Regions from separate parts of the Hordeum vulgare genome. Here region 1 is linked to region 2. A link is a contact called in public Hi-C data. All regions are on one chromosome and are shown on one strand. Each heading gives the region's core, a stretch centred on a gene start, on an enhancer-like site or on the middle of the called end of the contact. The rest is flanking DNA. Distances are from core to core; before and after follow the strand shown.

Region 1 (3,972 bases), core at 1,406-3,905, 230 kb after region 2:
ATTGTTACTTTCCCATAAGAATCTTTATGATGTATTGCTGTTCTATGTGTGATCATGATGCCCTCATGTCCGTATTATGTTTTATTGACACCTTCATCCCTAAACATGTGGACATGTTTATGGATCTTGGTTTTCGCTTGAGGACAAGCGAGGTTTAAGCTTGGGGGAGTTGATACGTCAATCTTGCATCCTGCTTTCGTGTTGATATTTATCGCTTTATGGACTGTTATTATACTTTGTGGTACCATACTTATGCCTTTTCTCTCTTATTTTGCAAGGTTTATTTGAAGAGGGAGAATACCGACAGCTGGAATTCTCGACTGGAAAAGGAGCAAGTCTGAGTCCTCTATTCTGCGCAACTCCAAATGCCCTAAAAATCAACGTGGAATTTTTTGGGAATATATAAAAAATACCGGGCGAAAGACGTGTTAGAGGGGAGCTGCCAGGGGCCCACAAGCCTGGTAGCCGCGGCTACAGGGCTTGTGGGCACCCTGGTGGCCCACTGGCCCCCCTCTTCTGCTATATGAAGGGTTTCGTCCGGAAAAAAATCAGGGCGGAGCTTTTTCGAGGAGGCGCCGCCGCCACGAGGCGGAACTTGAGCAGAACCAATCTAGAGCTCCGACAGGACGATCATGCTGGGGAAACTTCCCTCCCGGAGGTGGAAATCGTCACCATCGTCATCACCAACACTCCTCTCATCGGAGGGGACTCGTGTCCATCAACATCTTCATCAGCACCATCTCATCTCCAAACCCTAGTTCATCACTTGTAACCAATCTCCGTCTCGCGACTCCGATTGGTACTCGTAAGGTTGCTAGTAGTGTTGATTACTCTTTGTAGTGGATGCTAGTTGGATTACTTGGTGGAAGAGTTTATGTTCAGATCCTTGATGCTACTCATTACCTCTCTGGTCATGAATATGATTATGCTTTGTGAGTAGTTACTTTTGTTCCCGAGGACATGGGATAAGTCATGCTAATAGTAGTCATGTGAATTTGGTATTCGTTCGGTAATTTGATATGTTGTATGTTGTTTTTCCTCTAGTGGTGTTATGTGAACGTCGACTACATAACACTTCACCATTATTTGGGCCTAGAGGAAGGCATTGGGCAGTAGTAAGTAGATAATGGGTCGCTAGAGTGACAGAAGCTTAAACCCCAGTCTATGCGTTGCTTGGTAAGGGGCTGATTTGGATCCACTAGTTTAATGCTATGGTTATACTTTGTCTTAATTCGTTGCGGATGCTTGCGTGAGGGGTTAATCATAAGTGGGATGCTTGTCCAAGTAAGGGCAGTACCCAAGCGCCGGTCCACCCACATGTTAAACTATCAAAGTAACGAACGCGAATCGTATGAACATGATGAAAAACTGGCATGACAGAAATTCCCGTGTGTCCTCGGTAGCGTTTTTCCTTCTATAAGACTTTGTTCAGGCTTGCCCCTTGCTACAAAAGGGATTGGGCCACCTTGCTGCACCGTTGCTATTACTTGTTACTTTTCACCTGCTACGTTTCACCTCACTACACCATCACTTGTTACCGCTACTTTCAGTGCTTGCAGTTATTACCTTGCTGAAAACCGTTTATCAGAGCCTTTTGCTCCTCGTTGGGTTCGACACTCTTACTTATCGAAAGGACTAGATTGACCTCATATACTTGTGGGTCATCATGGCCCGTCGAGGCTGCCAGATACGAGCCAAGCCGTCGGATACATGCCACATAACTATTTGCTCCACTTCCCTCGATGCTCGAGGCCGCTGTAGGCCAACTCGCGGAGGCAGAAGCTCCAAGCCGGTGTTGTTCATCAACTCGCCGCTCCAAGCCAGCTCGTCGAGGAGTGGCGAGTTGCTCCAGGCCGACATGTGGGGGAGCATGGCGGCACGGGCATCGTGACTGTCGTGGACGATGTTGTGTGCCTGCGACCGCGTCATTTGCCGTAAACGTTCGCGCCACACCCTGCCGACGAAGAAAGAAGTCAGTTTTGCGGAGATCGACGAAGCAGCTGCCAGCATGTCCACACCCGCCATCATCATCAAGGAGAAGTAGAACATGGGAGGCCGTCGTCGATTGGGTCCCATGAAGGCCACCCCGGAGGCTACGTCGACGTACACAACTGGTGTCTTGCTCGATCGCAGCCCATCATCATGCCCCATCCCTAAAGCCAACCTTGATTCGTGGTTCACGGAAGCAGAGGGCACCCTTCCCCTCCGACTGAAGCATATCGAGTGGTGCCACTTCGATGAGCGGCACTATCGAGCAAGGGGAAGCGAGCCGCACTTGGTGAAGCATATACCACCGGGACTCACGGCAGTCCAACGAGAGAATTACTGAAAATGAGAAAGACAATGAAGGTTCACTGCGGTCGGCCGTAGGTTAGTCAAAGGTAACCGTATCATTGGAATGGATATTCGCCTGCGCCGGTCATAGACTAATTTTACCTTCAGTACCATATACTAGCTTTTAGTTAAAAATGTTTAAAATGTAATGTATTTTCTCTGGTTTATATAATCCGTTATATTTAAATGAATTTTATTTTTTTTGTTTAAACAATAATTATATGCAGACAATATTTGATGATCGGTTCCTGTATCCGTCTTCACGGGACGCATGGCGGAGCAAATTTGTAGGTGAGTGGTTGGAGATGCCCTTCATCACTAGCAAAAAAGAGAAAAAAATACATCTGCCCTCTTTCCACTCTACCAGACTTGAATGGACACGGTCTATAGAGGCGAAGAAGAAGACCGTGTCCACTTCGTCGAGACCCCGGTTCAAAACTGTGGAATATATCCATAAGCAAGTCCACATGCCTTATGGCCACCTCCGGCGCCGTCGTTGACCGGCTCCTACGCCGGCTGGCCTCCGACGCTCGCCGGTCGGAGCTACCGTCAGGCGTAGACGAGCACGTGGCGCATCTGTGGCAAACTCTGTCGGCGTTGCAAGATGTGCTGCTAAGTGTGGAGAGACTTTTTAGGGCGCGTACGGAGGTGCAGGATTGGATGGCGAAGATAAATCAGATTGTCTATGATACTGAACATCTCTTGGACGAGTTTGAAGACCAAAATGGCATCGGATCTGAGAGGACCGGCTGTATCACAAAGGTTCGATAGTCTCAACCCCCAAATGGGCCTTGCGCCCTTGCCAAGGCATCTTCTTTATAGTATTGGATAACAGCTAGTGCAAATTACTAAAATTTCCTTTTCGCTTTGTGTCAGAATTGCCACTCTTTAGGTTATTACAGCGCTGCACTTGATCCTTTATAAATATATTGCCAATTACAGTTTACATTTGCTCCTGCCATATACTAGTATTTCTGCAACCAATGTTTGAAATGGAGCTCCTGTTGTATATATATTTGTACAACTGATTTAGCGGTGCAACGTATCAGCTATATTTGAACCATCTAAGTTAGTTAAAACTGTTGTTGATTGATCATTTTTAAATAAAATTTTGCAGGCAACATCATTGTGTTCTTCATGTCCGTTTTTCTTGTACAGTACTAGAGTGAATAGAATGAAGATACTCAGAAAAAAGTTGGATCTTTTAGCAAGTGATTCTGTCGTTTTCAGTTTTCTGCAGCACCCAAAGTGTGATCTTGAACAATCTGGTATCCAAGAAGAGTTCTGTATAACTGCAATCGTTGGAAGAGATAGTGATAAAGCAAAAATAAAGAAATTAATCTTGGAAAATGGTACAGAAACATTGTCCATCATTCCCATAGTTGGTCTTGTGGGTTTGGGAAAAACAACACTTGCCAGATTAATTTTCCATGACCAGGGAGAAGGGTGGAATTTAGATCTTCGTATTTGGATCGACTTAAATAGGAAATTTGACCTTACAAACATTGCTGCTGAAATAATCTCACAAGCTAATGGGACAAAAGAAGGACCCTCAGAAGTCAATACCAACATTCAAATCCATGAAGATCTCCAATTGCTAAAGAATCGTTTGCAGAAGACACTTCATGACAAACGTTG
Region 2 (3,900 bases), core at 1,350-3,849:
CAAACTCCCACTTTATGATGGAATTTATGAATATTATTTCTGGGCATAATTTAGTCATGCCTTGGTGCGGTAACGTTTTAGTTGATGTTAGCAAAGAATAAACAGAAGATAAGTTCACACTTGCTTGTAGGAGTTCATTCGAATACACTGATATCATAGCAGTTTGCTGCAAATATTAAAACGATAAGTTTGTGGTGCATATTATGGGGTTCATGCCAAATCAACATTTCATCTCAATTATCATGAGGTTTAATCTAACAAGCAAATAAAATTTATCGATGTGTTCACAGTATAAAACATAACAAGCAATAACATAGGTATGGCTCCAAAGAACTTACTTGATGCCTTTCTATAACTTGAAGGAAATATATTGCTTTGAGTTCGTCAATATACTTCTCAGCAGTTACATCAAGAGGTAATGTTCCATGTCTGGACTCAATCATGTCAAGTGCAATCCATTGCTGAATAAGTTTTTTCTTGTCTATAACAGATCCTTTAGGGAATATTGAACAGTATACAAAGCATAATCTTAGCTCGTGAGGCATATTATAATATATTATCTTAAAAGATGGAAATAGTGGTGAAATTTTGTCTTCGGGATAATCTTCCTCTACCTTCCACATTTCTTTATCCTTGGCAGCTTTCCAAATCTCACGCCTCTGTCGTTGGGCATTCACGACAGATCCAAGAAAGTTAGCAACCAAGGGTGTGCCGCCACACCTTCTAACAATTTCTTCTCCGTATTCCCTGAACAGTGGGTCACCACGCCCAGTCATTGCCCTTTGTGAGAATATATTCAAACAATCATCTTCAGATAATGCAGACAACTTGTAAGGTGGAACAGTAGACACCAACTCAGCAACTTTATAGCTATGGGTGGTCACTACAATCTTGCTTTCTGTCTGTATACCTGTGAGCAACATCTGCTTCAGCTCATTCACTTCTTCATCTTTACCCCACAAGCTATCTAATACTATTAAGCAGCTATACTTATTAAGTATGGTTTGAACAGCATTCTTAATTGATTGTAATTGCATATTTCCCTCAATCCTTTCGGTAGTTTGTGAAACTATATCCCTCCCAATTTTTTCAAGGCTGACATTGCCCATGGAAACATGAACCCATATCCTGAAGCTGAATGCCTTTGTTCTAGCCTCATTGAAAACTAGCTGTGCGAGGCTTGTTTTCCCAAGACCCGTGGGCCCTACTATAGGAATAATGGAAATCTCGCTGACACTTTTTTGCATTATCATGTCCATGAGATTTTCTAAGTCTCTATCTCTCCCGAAAAGAGTAATGTCACTATTTCTGTATGATGTTGTTTGCTTCTCATCAAAATCCACCACTGAGTTAATATGTGAAATGAAATGATATTGATTAGGCAAGTGTTGCCTTGTCTGCAACAACTCTCTCTTGGATTTCATCTTATGAACCATGCTAACTTTCGAAATCACAGGATTGGAAAGTGAGCAGAACAATGATCCCTGAAAATTTATAAGCAGTTTTACTTAAAAATCAACATCTTTGCTGCCATAACAAAAGCTGTAAGCTTGATAAGTGTAATCAGGGAGTGAGTAGCAAAAGGCAGCCGAAGAAGCGCCCGTGCTACATGCCATAACAAAACAAAACAAAAAAGACAAAATGTTGGGTTGAAGTTGCAATCACATAACAATTCATTGCTTCTTGTGGCAGGAGTGGAAGAACCACGATCCTTGGTAAGCATTACTTTAACATGGGAAACAAAAACTTATTTCTCACTGACCCTCAATGATTCATTTTTTAGTATTTGGCCAAGTTAACACAAAATGTTCTTGTCCCACTCCAGCTTATATGCTCGATTTTGGATATCTATACGCTGAGAGCTCTATCCATTCACTGCAAATTATGTAAAAGATTGCCGACTCCCAGACTGATTTGCACAAATCCTAAACACTGTTGTCAGTAATCGAATTGTTAACACTACTAAGATTTTTTTTTTCAGTTTGGATTACAAAAAATTTATAGTATTATCAAACATGGATAACAAAATGTTACTGAGCTGAAATTATTGCAGAAATTCGTGGGAGAAATCATAACTCCTGGGAAGAAGAGTCGAAACTCTCCAGATCTGATTAAAATTGCACAGGAGACTATTTAATCAGACCAAACCGTTTACCTTCTGAGCATAGCTGCTGCTCCCTTCAAACTGCTCCTTGGAAGAGTAGTAGTCGTCAACCATGTCTTCGATGTCGAAGGCCAGGGACTTGATCTGGGTGAGCCAGTGCCGCAGGTTCGCCCTCTCGCTTCCGAAGGAGTTCCTCTCCGCATTTTTCAGCAGGTCTTCTAGGTACACCAGAGTGTCCTTTATGCTCTCCAGATCGTCGCTGAAACTGCAGCACAGCGTGACCTCGCCCTGCGCCGCGCCGATGATTTCGCCGATCTTGCGGGCGACCTGGCTCACAGCCGCGGCCGCGAGCATCTCCGTACCTACCATGGCTGGAAAGAAAGGGGTGGAGCAAGAGCACAACCAGAAAGATGCGGCTGGCAATGGAGGCTTTGAGCAGAACTAGGACTATCCTATTTGTCATTTTCATCACTTCTGTTTTAGATCGATTGGTTTCTTGACTTTGACTTTTCAAAGTCTCAAAGGTGGAGAAAGATGTAGAACCAGCACTTCGAATGCTTTTGAACACACTAGATGGAGAAATTTACACCTTATGTGAAGAAAACACAATTGATGCACACAAAAAACTTCCCCCTCCCCTCCCGCTTCGCCCCGCTTGTGAGGGGGAGGGCGAGTGCACTATCGCCGCCACAAGCCATCTCCTCCCCGCTCCCCCTTCTTCGCCGTCACCACAGGGCGTGGTCGGGCAAAGTCTGGCCGGCGGCGGCGGGGCTCTCTCGGCTCCTCGCGCGGCGCCTTTGGTGGGGGACAGAGCTCGTCTTGCGACTGGTATTACACGACGGGTCGATGGAGGTCAGTTTTGGTTGGCCTATTAGGTCTCAGCGTTTGGGGTCGTCCAGGGGTACAAAAGGCGGGTCCTTTCCTCTCGTCTCTTTGGTTGAGGTAGCGGCGGGTCTCATGTGCGGTGGTGTCAAGGTCCTGGATGTCGGGGCGGCGGCCTTGGTGGTGGTAGCACGGTGCTTATGGGCAGAGTTCATGGCTTGATGCTTCCTGGTGACCATGGCCATGTATGCGGAGTGGTAGCCGGGGTGTGGGTTTCGGTACCGGTGAGTATTGGCTGGGGTGAAAACATGTTCTAGCTTCGGACGAACCGGTGGCGGCGAAGCTCGATCCCTTCTTGAAGGCATTGTCGCGACTCTAATTGCCCGTCGTATTGCTTCAGGGGAAGCTCTTATCCTCGGATCGGGCGGTGGCGACACTCCGGTGTCGTAACCTTCCTAAAGGCGCCGCCTTGGAGCCCACGGTTCGTCGTATGCGGCTTCATCTTTGCGTGGTGGCGTGTTCATGGTTGAGTACCCCGATTACTCTTGTAGTCCTAGGGTGGTTTTGTTGTGCTTTAAAATAATTACGGTTTAGGCTTGAACGGCTCACATATGTGCACCAACAACTTATGCTAAGCAAGCTAAACAACTAAAGAAAAGCAAGATATATTACAAGAAACAATATGGCTATCACAAAGTAAAGTGCATAAGTAAAGGGCTTGGGTAAGAGATAGTCGAGGCACGCGAAGACGACGATGTATCCCGAAGTTCACACCCTTGCGGATGCTAATCTCCGTTTGGAGCGGTGTGGAGGCATAATGCTCCCCAACAAGCTATTAGGGCCACCGTAATCTCCTCACGCCCTCGCACAATGCAAGATAATGTGGTTCCACTAGTGGTGCCCTTGAAGGAGGTGACTAGACCTTTACAAACAAGGTTTGGGCAATCTCCACAACTTAATTGCAGGCTCCTAAC

What was found. A called contact is a pair of places that touch in the nucleus more often than the background predicts.
Region 1: a contact with region 2 is called in a Hi-C map of seedling, with 3 times the contacts expected there. The contact joins the promoter of LOC123452133 here to the promoter of LOC123395752 in region 2. A contact is called at or near these places in 3 of 6 Hi-C or Micro-C datasets (leaf and seedling) and 1 of 1 datasets of contacts at active chromatin or transcription factors (embryo).

The regions. Positions count from the first base shown.
Region 1 is chr5H:392,530,135-392,534,106 of MorexV3_pseudomolecules_assembly, forward strand. LOC123452133 (putative disease resistance protein RGA3) reads left to right here and starts at 2,656. Exons shown (of 9, transcript XM_045128723.1): 1 at 2,656-3,096; 2 at 3,452-3,972. The coding sequence starts at 2,809.
Region 2 is chr5H:392,295,344-392,299,243 of MorexV3_pseudomolecules_assembly, forward strand. It overlaps LOC123395752 (disease resistance protein RGA2-like), which reads right to left and starts at 2,600. Exons shown (of 5, transcript XM_045090784.1): 1 at 2,156-2,600; 2 at 339-1,484. The coding sequence starts at 2,473.